Linked DNA regions of Mus musculus: region 1 is linked to region 2. The links are chromatin contacts, called in public promoter capture Hi-C maps. All regions are on one chromosome and are shown on one strand. Each heading gives the region's core, a stretch centred on a gene start, on an enhancer-like site or on the middle of the called end of the contact. The rest is flanking DNA. Distances are from core to core; before and after follow the strand shown.

The links. Capture Hi-C pulls out chosen DNA fragments and counts their contacts.
Region 1: a contact with region 2 is called in a promoter capture Hi-C map of liver, with 3 times the contacts expected there. The contact joins the promoter of Map3k21 here to the promoter of Fam89a in region 2. A contact is called at or near these places in 6 of 39 promoter capture datasets (the 3T3-L1 cell line, cranial neural crest, hippocampal neurons and 2 more) and 2 of 9 other capture datasets (embryonic stem cells and liver).

Annotation. Positions count from the first base shown.
Region 1 is chr8:125,905,908-125,912,374 of GRCm38.p6, forward strand. It overlaps Map3k21 (mitogen-activated protein kinase kinase kinase 21), which reads left to right and starts at 4,543. Exons shown (of 10, transcript NM_145608.2): 1 at 4,543-5,526. The coding sequence starts at 4,770. It overlaps A730098A19Rik (RIKEN cDNA A730098A19 gene), which reads left to right. Exons shown (of 2, transcript NR_155422.1): 2 at 1,801-2,237.
Region 2 is chr8:124,748,905-124,755,566 of GRCm38.p6, forward strand. Fam89a (family with sequence similarity 89, member A) reads right to left here and starts at 2,962. Exons shown (of 2, transcript NM_001081120.2): 1 at 2,636-2,962. The coding sequence starts at 2,905.

The sequences.
Region 1 (6,467 bases), core at 3,293-5,792, 1.2 Mb after region 2:
CGTGCGTGTGCGCGCGCGCCCCCCCCAAACTTCCTCCTAGTAATGGAGAGATCATGTCAACAGTTTCTTTACTCCATCCCCTCTCATATAGCACACACACATACATACACACACCTACATATACACATGCACATACATACATACACACATGCACATACATATACACATACATACACACATATATAAACATGCACACAATACATACACACATGCACACATATATACAAATAAATACATACATACACATACGTATATACCATACACACACACACACACACACACACACTCACATGCATGCATGCATGCATGTACACATGCTCACACACACTCTTGACTCTTGACCCTCAGGTAGGATCCAAGTTGGTGTTTCTGAATTTCAAAGCTTTCTTCAACATTCCTTTTATCTTGAAATTAGCCACAGGATCCAGCAAAGGCAAACCCACAAAACTGTTATCTTCCTGCAATTCTGTTTTCTGAATAGAATTATGAGAGGGAGGAGGCTTGGAGATAAGTAAACATCAGGGAAAATATTTTTCTATCCCTAGGATTTTTTTTTCAGATCAAAATGTTAAATTACATTTGGTGTGTGTGTGTGTGTGTGTGTGTGTGTGTGTGTGTGTGGTGTGTGTGTGTCCATGTACATACACACATGCACCAAGTATACACGTGGAGGTCAGAGGACAACTTGAGGACTCGCTTTTCTCTTTTACTATGTGGCTCCTGTGGATTAAACTTGGGTTATTCGCTGAACCACCTCACTGGCCTTTCCCCTACCCCCAGATTTTAAACCCTCGCTCTTGCCCCAGGTCTTGAGAAAATACCTCTCTTACTCCTTGGCTCTCTCTGGCTTCTGGTCTCTCCCAGAACTCCGTAGAGACTCAGTCTTACAGTCATCTATACTCTCTAGCTTCCTCCTCAGCTCTTTCCAGGCAAGCATCTGTCCCTGACATTGAGTGGCATCAGAGCTGGCAATTCCATGTTGTCCTGTTTGTGATCTATTTCCATTCTTCATCCACCCCTACGCTCCAACAAGGGCCCACTCAAGTGACCTCTGTTCGGTTAGAAACTCTTGTTTTGAAGGTGGTCAGTCTCTTGGCATGTCAGTGCTGACTGTCCTGTGACTAGGAGCCCAGGGCAGGTCAATGTACATGTGACACCCCTTGTCATCGATACCCAGACTTCTGCTGCTTTATAATCTCCTATGACCTTCAGGACCTGTCTTTATCTTTAGAGTTATTTCCTCATGCCTCTAAGAGTTGATACTCTCAGATTCCAAAGTCAAGGGCAAGTCTAGGTTAGCTTCCACTCTCTCCATTTCCTCATTTCAGTTCTTGGTTTGTGATTTTGAGACAGTGCTTCCCTTTGTAGCCTAGGCTAGCCTAGAATTCATGATCCTCCTGCTCCTGCCTCCCAAGTGCTGAGATTACAGATGTGAGCCTCCATGGCAAGTTCATCTCTTGTTTATTTGTTTTCCCCAATAACATTATCCCCTGCCACATTACAGAAGCATATTTTAACTTTTAAAAATATTATTTTATGTGCACGCCTCTGTGCCCAAGTGTATGTGCACCAGGTGCATGCAATACCCACAGAAGCCATTAGAGGGCATCAGATTCCTTCGGACTGGGGTTGCAGGCAGTTGAGAGCTACCATGTGAGTGTGGGGGAAACCAACTCACATCCTCTGGAAGAGCAGCAACCAACTTAGCAGCCTGGACCATCTTCCAAAACCCACAGAAGTGAGGTTTTAGACATTAAGCTCTCTCCTTTGCTGATAGGATGCCCTCCTCTTCTTCTGTAGGCCCCTGGCTCCCTTTGACAGAGAAGCTCTTTGCTGAATTGACCCATGGAGTTCCTATCAGACAAGAAACAAAAGTGGAAGCTGGCTGCGGAGGAGGGTGAAGACACTTCTCAGCCTACACCCTCTGAGTTTTTTCTTGGAAACCTGTGCCCTCGGACTTTTAGCATGACCATTATTATTATTATTATTATTATTATTTTGGTATCATTTCACAAGCTTTTCCTTTCAAGCTGGTTCACATTAAACTTAATCATGTGAGTCTTGACTTCATTGCTTGCAGGGGGAAATCCATATTATATGTCAGAAGCAAAAGCCAATAATAGTGTAAATATTAGAAAAATGGAAAAGTTAGAACTGGAGAGATGGCTCGGTGGGTCCAGGCATTTGCTGCAAAAGCATGAAGATTTGGGTTTGGATCCAAATAAAAAAACCCAGATAAAAACCATGGTGTAGCCATCTCTGTATCATGGGAGGAGAGAGCATCTCTGTACCATGGGAGGAGAGAGCCTCCCAAGGGCTTGCTGACTGCCAACCTGGCTCCAGGTTCAGTGAGAGATTTTATCTCAAAAGTGTACAACTGAGAAAGGCAACACCAGATGTCCTTTTCCAGTCTCCACTCCTGGGCTCTCGCACGTGCATGCACGCACACACACGTGTACACACACACACACACACACACACACACACACACACACACACACGTGTACACACACACACACACTATTGTGTTTTATGAACCCAGGTATAATTCGTCAGGAGGGAGCAGGCAAGGGTATCTCCCTGAACAATCAAGCCATAGGACAGACCTAGTATGAAGAAGGTTTGTGGATAGGAAGGGAAGGAGACCTGAAAAAGGGGTAGAGGCAGAGCAAGGGGGACAGAGAAGGACAGAGAGAGGAAGAGGTCAGTGGGGAACATGCTGGAGAGAGAGGAAATAGGAGATGGTGAGAGAGGGAAGGAGGGAGGGAGGAAGGGAGGGAGGGAGAGAGAGAGAGAGAGAGAGAGAGCGGGAGCTGAGCAGTCCTTATAGGCCAGGATGGCTTACACCTTGTAGGCTACTATGTAGCTTTTGGGCAGAGCCTGGAAGACTCCGAAACAGACACAATAACAATTATAAGAATAGTTATAAGAATAGAAAAGCCAGAAAATATGTTAATGAAAGGGGTGCTGGCAGACATCTGCTTGCTCTATCAGGGAGTGCCAGGCTTGGCTGATGGCGCACACTCATAATCCCAGCCTTCAGGAGGCTGAGAGCTCACTGTTCTGAGTTCCCGGCAAACCTGTGTTCTAAAGTATGTACAAGGTCAGCATAGGCAGCCGGACAAAACTCTGCCTCAAAATAAAAAGTATTAATATTGGTGTGAATTATTATTCAACAAACACCCTCCAGGCTCTTCTCAGCTACCACGCGAGGTTACCGTTTTACAGATGAGCAAATTTAGACACTGCGAACAAACAAAACGGCAAAGAGCCGAAGCAAAACAAAACCTCCTTATGTGCTCTCGTGTTAGGAGCATCCTACACCGGCCAGGACGCTCAGGCTTAGCACACGTTGTGTTCTGGTGTCGTGAACCAATTTTGCAACTGTATTCTCTACTTTTTAAAGCTTCATCAGTTGTGTCACCCTGGCAACCTGTAGCTCATAGGTGCCTCCAAGGTAGTCTACATCGGAGTCTGAGGGTACACAGGGTTAGACGGGACCTGGGGATTCCTGACATCGGAGCACTGTAGGCACAGGAACGCGCCAGCTTTCGGGGTTATGAGACTGTGGTTCCCTATGTCTGTAACCTGGAGACTTTCCATGCCTGCAGTCCGGTGAGATCAAGCACACTAGACCTCTGTCTGGAACCGCGCTCCAGGATCCGAACGTCTATCTGTTGCTGGGATGGTCTGTCACTTTACATCTAGAGCTCCAGGGTCCTCTTCTCTCCATCTCCTCTCTCTTTTCACTGAGGAGTCCAACCATCTTCGAGCACCATGATCTCTCTCTTTAACTTTCTGGAAAACTTTAAGTGGCCCCAGGCTTACTCCGCCATCGAGGCCAAGAGGGCGCCTGAGGTGTAGTGGAGACGCCAGAGGGCGGGCTCAGAATAGGTCACGCGTGGAGGTGAAAAGGCTGACAGTCTGGGGGCGGGGTCAGAATGGACCTAGAAAGCGGAGGCGGTCCCCGAAGGGCGGTCGAGGGGACCCGGCTGTTTAGAGGATCGTCAGTAAGGGACCTTGAGTAATGGATTTGGAACGGGTGGGACAGATCCAGGAGATCAAAAGAAGGTGGTCCTTATGAACTCAGAGCAGAGAGTGGGCCTAAGAAGACTGCCCCAGCGCGAAGTAAATGGACCTAGAGGTGTGGATCCAGGAGCACCAATGAACTTAGAGAATGAACTTGGGAAAGGGCGGGCACCAGGGGTGGAACCAGGAAGACTTGGAGGGAGGACGAATCTCGGCAAAGCAAAATTACAGGGGCAGAAACGCCAACCTGGCGGAATGGGTTTGCTGGGGGCGTGTCGGGCACAGGAGACTCAGGTTCAGGTTAGACTCAGAGAGAGTTCTAGGGGTTAAAGAACCTGGAGGGCGGGACTGGCACTAGGGAGGGACTAATGGAGGGTGGAACCCAGGGGTAACGAACCCGGCGGGGCCAGAGCTAGTGCCAAGGGGAAAGGACCTGGAGGGTGGAGTGGCCAAGGAGGAGGGGCTGAGGGTGGGGGCGACTTCTGGGGAGCGCGCGTAAGTCTAAGCAGGTCCAGCACCGCCACCGGTTGTCCGCGCTAGCGGCTGCGGGGAAGAACTAGCCAAACTGGAGGCAGAGCAGAGGTCAGAGCCCCCGGGCAGTGGTCGTAACCTCTGTAGTCCTGCTCCAGCCCTGCACCCTTCCCTGTTAGCTCGGACCGATGATACGCGTCGCTGGAGACCCGGAAAGCTGAGGTTGTGGCTGTCGCACTTGGTCCACTAGCGACCTCTCAATCGCCCCTATGGCTCTACCTGTAGCCGAGGGCACGGCTGACACGCCGCTGTCCCCGGCCCGGGACGACTCGGGGAGTACCTCCTCCGGGATGTGGGCCGCGCTTTATGATTACGAAGCGCGCGGTGAGGACGAGCTGAGCCTGAGGCGCGGTCAGCTGGTCGAGGTACTGTCGCAGGACGCCGCGGTGTCAGGAGACGAGGGCTGGTGGGCCGGCCAAGTGCAGCGGCGCCTGGGCATCTTTCCGGCCAGCTACGTGGCGCCCTGTGGCCCGGTGCCGCCGCCGGCGCCGCCCCCGCCGAGACCCTGCTCGCCTGTGCACGTAGACTTCGAGCGCCTGGAGCTCAAGGAGCTGATCGGCGCCGGCGGCTTCGGTCAGGTGTACCGCGCCACCTGGCAGGGCCAGGAGGTGGCGGTGAAGGCGGCGCGCCGGGACCCGGAGCAGGACGCGGCGGCGGCGGCCGAGAGCGTACGGCGCGAGGCGCGGCTCTTCGCTATGCTGCGGCACCCCAACATCATCCAGCTGCGGGGTGTGTGCCTGCGGCAGCCGCACCTCTGCCTGGTGCTGGAGTTCGCGCGTGGCGGCGCGCTCAACCGCGCGCTGGCGGCGGCAGCATCGGATCCGCGAGCGCCCGGCCCCCGCCGCGCGCGCCGCATCCCCCCACAGGTTCTGGTCAACTGGGCGGTGCAGATCGCCCGCGGCATGCTGTACCTGCACGAGGAGGCGGTGGTGCCCATCCTGCACCGTGACCTCAAGTCCAGCAACAGTAAGTGAGGCTAGCCCCAAGGGAATTAGGTTCCAGGAGCCAAGAGAGGGGTCTGGCTCTGACACAGAGTGGGAAGACAGGCTCTGGTTAACTTGCTTTAGGGAAGTTCGTACTTACCCTGGCGTTATTACCTGTGAGCACCCCTTTAAAAGACAGGGTCAGGAGCTTGTAGATAAATTTTTTTTTACTCTCCGGACCTATCGGACACTACACATATAATCTGTGTAGGTCTCCCAATACGCTTGCACGGGACTTTACCAGCCCTGGCCTTAAACAGAGCATGTTTAGCCTGGTGGCCACATTACCTGCACTCCGTCAGTCATTTCCTTCCACTTTACAAGTGTCTTATTAAAGTTTCTAATTCTTTTCTCCTGGTACGCTCTGCAAAAGCTGGGCTTCACGCATTCCAAGCAGGCATTCTGCCGCTGAGCTCTACCCCACCACCCACCCCAAACCATGTTCACTGTGAACATGGCTTCTTGCCCTTGGTCTTTCCTTACGGGTCAGAAGTCTCTGTCTCTGAAACATGACTGTACTGTTAGGAGAAATCTTTTCTGCACATTGGAAAGCACCCATTTGGGCCGAGAACAAGTGCACGGATCCTGTACGGTACTGGAAATATCAGGTTGTGTCAGTCGCCTGATCTGGAAGTCAGAGTGGACTTTCCAGGCATTAGCAGGGAGCTCCCATGCAATCTAAACACAAACCATCAGCATGAACGTCTAAGAGAGCTGGAGTCCAGGATTGCTGTTTGCAGTTGCTCTCCACTACTGGAGAGCCTTCCCCTCCCCAGAGTGAAATGGAATCTCTTGCAAGTCTAAAGGATTCAGCCAAAGCTGGTGCTGACCAGGCACAGTTGCAAACCCCTCAGTCATCCTAAACTTGCTAGGACAGGAGCTAGCTGGAAGGACCTCAGTGTCTTCGGAGAGCAGAAAGACAGT
Region 2 (6,662 bases), core at 1,712-4,211:
GAAGGTACAACATGTGGTGACTAGTTCTAATTATCAACTTGACACAACCTAGGTCCCCTGAGAAGAGAGTCTGAAACATTGTCTAGATTAGGTTGGCCTGATGAAATATCTATGGAGAATTGTCTTGAATGTCAATTGATGTGGGAATTAACACATAACGACCCAGCCCACTGTGGGCGGGTACCATCCCCTAGGCAGAGGATCCCTGAACTGTAGAGGAGGGGCAGGGCTGAACACTAGCAAACAAACATGCTTGCATTCTCTCTGCTTGGAACTATGGATCTGATTAGTTGCTTCAAGTTCTTATGGCCTGGGCTTCCCTACAATGATACTGTAACCTGGAAGTGTAAGGTAAATAAATTCTTTTTTCCCTAAGTTGCTTTTTGAGGATACTTTATCCCACCAACAGAGATACAACTAAAACACAAGAATTTAGACAATGTATAGAAACTACTTGGGTTTTGTTTGGTTTTTTTTGAGATGGCGTCTTGTTGTCCAACTCAACTCAGGGTCCCTTCAAACTTGACCACAGGTACACACTACCATATCAAGACATGCATACAACCAGACTATTTGCATACTTCAAACTGTTAGCAGTGACCATCTCTCTCTCTCTGTGCCAGCCTGTGATGTGGGGTGTGGCATGCACAGAATTGAACCTGAACACAGGGCCTTGAATGATTGATTAATAGTGACTGTCAACAGGGTCTTGAACCACCAAGGACATAAATGTCTGGGCATTTCTGAGGCAGTTTCTAGATTGGATTAGCTGATGTAGAAGACCCGTCCTACCCATGTATCTTGCCATGGCCTCGGGTTCCAGACTGAAGAAAAAGGAGAAAATCAAGCTGACACCCTGCAACCCTCTCTCTGCATCCTGACTGCAGATGGACTGTCACCAGCTGCCTCATGTGCCTGCCGACATTTCCTCACCAAGACGGACTGTGGCTGGCACTGTGAGTCAATAAGACTTCCCTTGCATGGCTTTTGTCAAAGCAATGAGAAATATAATTTACACAGGCCACATGCATGCTAGGCAGGCCTCTGCCACTGGGTGACAGGACCAGTCTTAGGACTGTGATTTTTGTTTTGTTACTAAATACTTTCCATCAGTAACCAATCAAACAAAAAACTTGGGTCATCTTTGATTCACTTCTTTCTTTATCAGCTTTGGGGACCCATTAGCAATCCTTGTGAGTTTCCCAGGTGCACCTAGGGCATTTTCCAGGCCTCCTATACTCATAGAACATCCCAGAGTTCCTGCTCCTGAGACCGGTGATCCGGTGATCCGCAGGCTTCCCACAGCTACAGGGCCACCTCCTAACCTCTGGTTCCTGTCAGTCAAGCCTGAGGCTGAGAGGCTCAGGGCACCACTCAGCTCAGCAATCTCAGAGTTCTCTCCCGGTCACTTCCGGCCTTCCCACCTCCCTGACTCCATAGAGAAGTCCCCACTGTATTGGGGGACACGCCCTCTTTCTGTGCTTTGTCCCTTTCTCTGGCACTTGTCACATTCTGTCCCGACATGAATTATATCCCCACCACAGATTTGACCTCTGGCCCTCAAATTAAATAGATCGACACAGACATTCTGCAGAAGGCTCTGGAATGAACGACTATTTTTAAGCGAGATGTGAACTGTCTCGGAAACCTCACCATTCCCCCAGGACAGTAAGTCTCTTGAACAGCTAGCTACCAGACAGACGGAAGAGCCTCGTGATGGTTTTCTGAGAAGGCCTGTCAGGGCCTGTAGCCAAACCCTACCTTTAACATTGTTATCAGGCAGAGTGACAGCAGCTCATTTCCTATAGCTGAGCTCCGGAGCTACCGCCCAAGGCATAATTATAAGGTTCTGTACCTTAGTCATAGCAGGAGGGACCTGGGAAATACCTTCGGGAATGTAGCTGGGCTCCCAAGCCTCCCTAGCATGTTTATAAAGCAGAGCTTCACAACCAAGAGTCACCATGCGCCTTGCGTCTTATGCAAGAAAAAAAAAATACCTCAAACACTTGGGGGGCCAGTCTCTTTATTTCACTCAGCCATTCATGATTAGGCTGTAAACACACTAAGTATGGATTTATCTAAGCAAATGCAATTCGCTAGATGTATTAGGCTCAGGGTAGAAGATCTTAGTCTAGGGGAAAGAACTTGGATGGGTGGGTTGCGTGGGTCTTTCCCTACCTGGCTAGCCACAGGAAGCAACCTGGGAAAGAGCTCCCTGCGGCCCAAATCTCTGCCCTGGCATCACCCTGAATCGTGCGTCCTGGTGCAGGAACACCTACTCCACTTCGCAGGAGGGAGAAAAAAACTAAACCCATTGTTTGTGACCAGACATAAGGACTTCACCCGGCCGAGTACCGCTTCCGCGCCGGTAATCGGATTCCTGGAGGGCGGCCGGGGAGGGGCCCGGCCACCCATCTGTTGTTCACACTGACCCGCAGGCGCACAGGAAGCCTGTTCTCCTGAGACCCGGCAGGCGAACCTCGCCGCGCCCTGACCTGGCCCGGGAGAACCCCAGCATCTGAAGCTGCCCTGCCGGAGGTGATGTGAAGCCGTGGGAAGCCCTAGAGGGGAGTCCGGGCTTTCAGGGACCAAAAGAGAGTGTCCCACGACGGGACTCACGGCGCCTAGTCCTTACCATCTCCTTGCGCAACAGCGCCAGCGCGGCGTCCAGGTTGGGGGGCTTGGTCCGCATCCCGGCCGCCCGCGCCCCGCCGCCGCCCGCGCCCCCTCGGTTCAGCTCGTCCTGGATGCGCGACTTCTGAGCGTACAGCCGCTCCAGGTGCCGCCAGCCACCCGCCGCGCCTCCCGCCGCCGAGTGCAGCAGCCCGCTCAGGCTTTTGGGTAGCGGTGGCAGCCCGTCCACGCGCAGCCCCCGGGCCATGCCGGCGGACCCGGTTCCGCTCATCTCGTTGGGGCGCCGACACACGCGCGCGCAGCTTAGCCTAGGTCCCTGGAACCCGACGGGTCCCCACCCACTTCCCGCCCGCCCGAGTTCCGCCCGCTGCCCGGCCCTTTGGTCTCCGCCCCTCTCGGGACCCGCCCCTCTCCTCGGCTCTGTGCTGCTGCAGTGAGGCGACGCCCTGCAGGGCCCCCTGGCCTCCATCTCGACCTCCACTCATCTGCGCTCCGGACTAGCCCTCGGGGACACCTTAAGTCTTAGCTCTGTGAACCCTACGTGCAAGTCCCCTCCCTTTTTCGCCACACCACCAGCGGGTCTCCACCTCACTGTGTCCCACCTCCAGTCCTGTGCACCCCACCTCCAGCTGGTCACCTCCGCTATTCTCTCAGCCTCACCTCCAGCCTCAGGCCCATCCTACCAGCCATTCTGCACCCCTGGCCCCAGCGGTCTTCCGTCCTCCACTCCAGATGGGCTCTTACTCCCTTCCCTGTCCACGCTTCTGGCTGGATGATTTTGGTCTCTCTGGCTTCACTCTGACCAGCCACTGAAACCACTTTTATCTACCAAGGGGTCCAGTCCCCGCACCGACCCCACCCCGTGCTGCCTGCGCCCTAGCGTGGGCGTGATGATCGCAGGTGCTGGCAGCAGCCAGAACCGCACACAGTACTCATTCACGAGGCCTAGCTTGCCTCCTCTGTGAGCGTCAAGGTTTTCCCCGAACTTCAGCAGCCAAGGAGAGCGCCAGCCACACTTTGCTCACTCTTTTAAAGAAACGAACCAACTTGTCTTTCAGCCCTATCTAAAACAGGGAATAAGGACTCTGCCCCACCTGGTGGAAAGAGAAAACCGTCTCCTGCAAGTAGTGACTCAAACGCTCCATTCATGACATGTGCACACACGCGCGTGTGCACACACTAAAATAAGTAGGTGGAATTTTTTTAAGTGAAATCTCAGGGAGTTAGAGAAAGACGTTGAATCTCGGGACTTCACCAACTTCAGCAAAACTGAGTAAAAGTACACCCTGAAGAGAAGAGAGATGGATCAGGGAGAGAATTCGCCCTTCCAGGAAGACTCAAACCTTAGCAAAAGGTAACCGGCTCAGATTCAAGATGAGGAAACAGAAGTCTGGCCAATAGCAGAGAAACCTAGAGTCAATATCAAGAACTTCGATGCCAATGGCTACTCAGTCTAACTATAAAGGGACTGAATGACTCTGAATTAATCCAGCAGGAACATGTTTCAGGTAGTTCAGATACCTTCTATAAATGTGCCCTCTTGCTTTGGGGGCTTTCTTCTGCTGTGCGTGGAACCCACCCCGAAAATCAATCTGAGAAGTTAGTGTTGAATCCAGCCAGACAGTGAGATCCGAGGGGCACCCAGGAGACCACCTACCTACCTGCCCAGTATTTTCCCAGTAATCCAGTGTCTCACCTTCAGTAATTATCCAGCCACCTTCCCAAACCCTAGGCCATCCTTCATCATCTACCTGTTAAGCAATTGGGGAGTCTGAGATTGTCTGTGTGGGAGGAAGGGAAGAAGGGAGGGGAGGGGAGGAAACAGACCTGCCTTTCACAACCTGGCCTGAATTCTCTTTATCACCTGCCACCTTACCACAGCCTCTCTAGAAGACCTAGCAGAAAGGTCAAGTAAGCTGACGGAGCAACAGGAAGCATTTGAATACATCGGCACTGAAGTCACCTTAAAGTCTCTCCTTGTCAGGGAGACAGAAGCTGAAGGAAAGAGTATGGGACCAGCTAAAAACAGTCTGGGGCCCTTGGTGTGTGTGTGTATACATATATATATTCAGCAAATAACACCCTGAGATGGATAGAAATCTCCACAGAATTTATTCAGTTCTGATAAGGATTACATGAATCAACAGACACAATTATGCAACAGTTGACCAAATATTTTGACACCCATGGGGAGTGTCAGTGTTGCTTGCCTGCTTTGTTTATTTATTATATACATAGCCATGTCAGGGACTAAATACTGCTTTTATCTGCTGGAAAGCTCAGCCCTCCACCACTGAGCTATGCCATCAAGCTGTGTGTGTGTGTGTGTGTGTGTGTGTGTGTGCATACCAGTGACAGTTGTCTTCTGCTGTATTTTATTTTGTTATTTTATTTTTGTGTATGTGCACATGCAGGGGTCAGAGGACAGCTTTTAGGCAAGCCACTGTGTGGATCCCAGGGGTCAAAATAAGGTCATCTGAGACAAGAGCTCTCAGTACACCTGGAGCTTAGCAATCAGCTGGACTGACTGGCCAGCAAGCTCCAGGGGTCCTTCTGTCTCTGTCTCCCCACTGCTGGTTTCTGGGTGCTGGAGAATTCAAACTCAGGTTCCCAAGCTCATGTGGCAAGCACTTTACTGACTGGGCCTTCTTCCAGGTCTCCTCCTAGGGCCTGTTTTTAATGTTCATGCTTATCACAGGGAAAAGGTATTCAGACAACTTCAGAGAACCCTGGACTAGGCGGTTTTTGCTTTCATCTGATACAGGCCTCCTCGGTCTGCTAGAGCTACTCTAACCAAATAAGTCAGGCTTGGTTATTTATTAACATCCAAATTTACACTCCTGGTTCTGAGGCTGGGAATTCCAAGATCAAGGCATTTGAAGAGCCCATGCCTCACACAGTGTCACACAGAGGGCCTTCTGTGTGTCCCCAGAGGGTGGAGGGGCGCTCCCTGGAGCCTCTTTCATGAGGACACTAATTCCATTCATGAGGTCCCACCCTCAGAGCTCGGTCACTCTCACCAGTCAGTCTATGTTGCCCAAGCACCAGAGCCATCTGCTCCGGAGACCATCAGAGTATCCATTCTCCTCTCCGAGCAGCAAGAGCACTTGTCCCTCCCCCACACGCTCCAGGTCACAGAACCTTAAGCCCTCGAGCAGTCTGACAAGACACTGTTTGCTGTCTCTTCGCCCCCTCACTCTCCAAACACCGACAGCTCACAGTTATTTGCTGGGGAGGCGGGGTGTAAGAGAGACTCCAGCTGTATTTGACAGGTTCTGAGCTGGCTTCTTCCTGTACCTCGCTGGGAACTGGCTGCTTTCAAAGCTTAAACCTGTTATGCTTGGTTCCATGCTTCCCACTTCTGAACAAGAGTGAGCTTTAATCCAGGTGGAGTCCAGCCCCTTTCCAGGGACACTATACAAAAGGACAGCAACCCGATGAAGGCCGTGAACTCACATGGCATTGGCACTCTCCCATTTTGATTTTCAACATTTTCCTTTGCCTTGTTAAGTGCTAACCAGGCAAAGCGATTTGAAACCCTTTGAGTGGGCAAAGCAATTTAAACCCTTTGTTTCATTCTGTTTTATTTGAGACATTGTAACCAAGCCCACCTAGAACTCACTATAGCTCAGGATAGCCTTGAACAGCCCCCTTGATAGCGCTGGCAAGACACTATCACACCCTGCACTTTGCCTATTTTATCTTATTTGACTTTTTTGAAACAAGGTGTCACAGTGCAGCCCTGGCTGTCCTGGAACTCGCTCTGTAGATCAGGCTGGCCTCAAACTCAGCTCTTGACTGCCTCTGCCTCCTGAGAGCTGGGATTGAGGTGTGTACCTCCACTGCTTTGATTTGTAACCTGTTTTCACACCTGTCCTCTCTTGAATTCTTGCTCTCTGAATCAATGACTTACTCATCTACGGTGACAGTAAGGGACGGCAACACTGGCTGTGTGCGTCCATGGTGGTGTGCGTCTGCATCTCATTCCCTTGTCACAGTGTTCCTTAGGGTCTGTAAAATGATTCCCA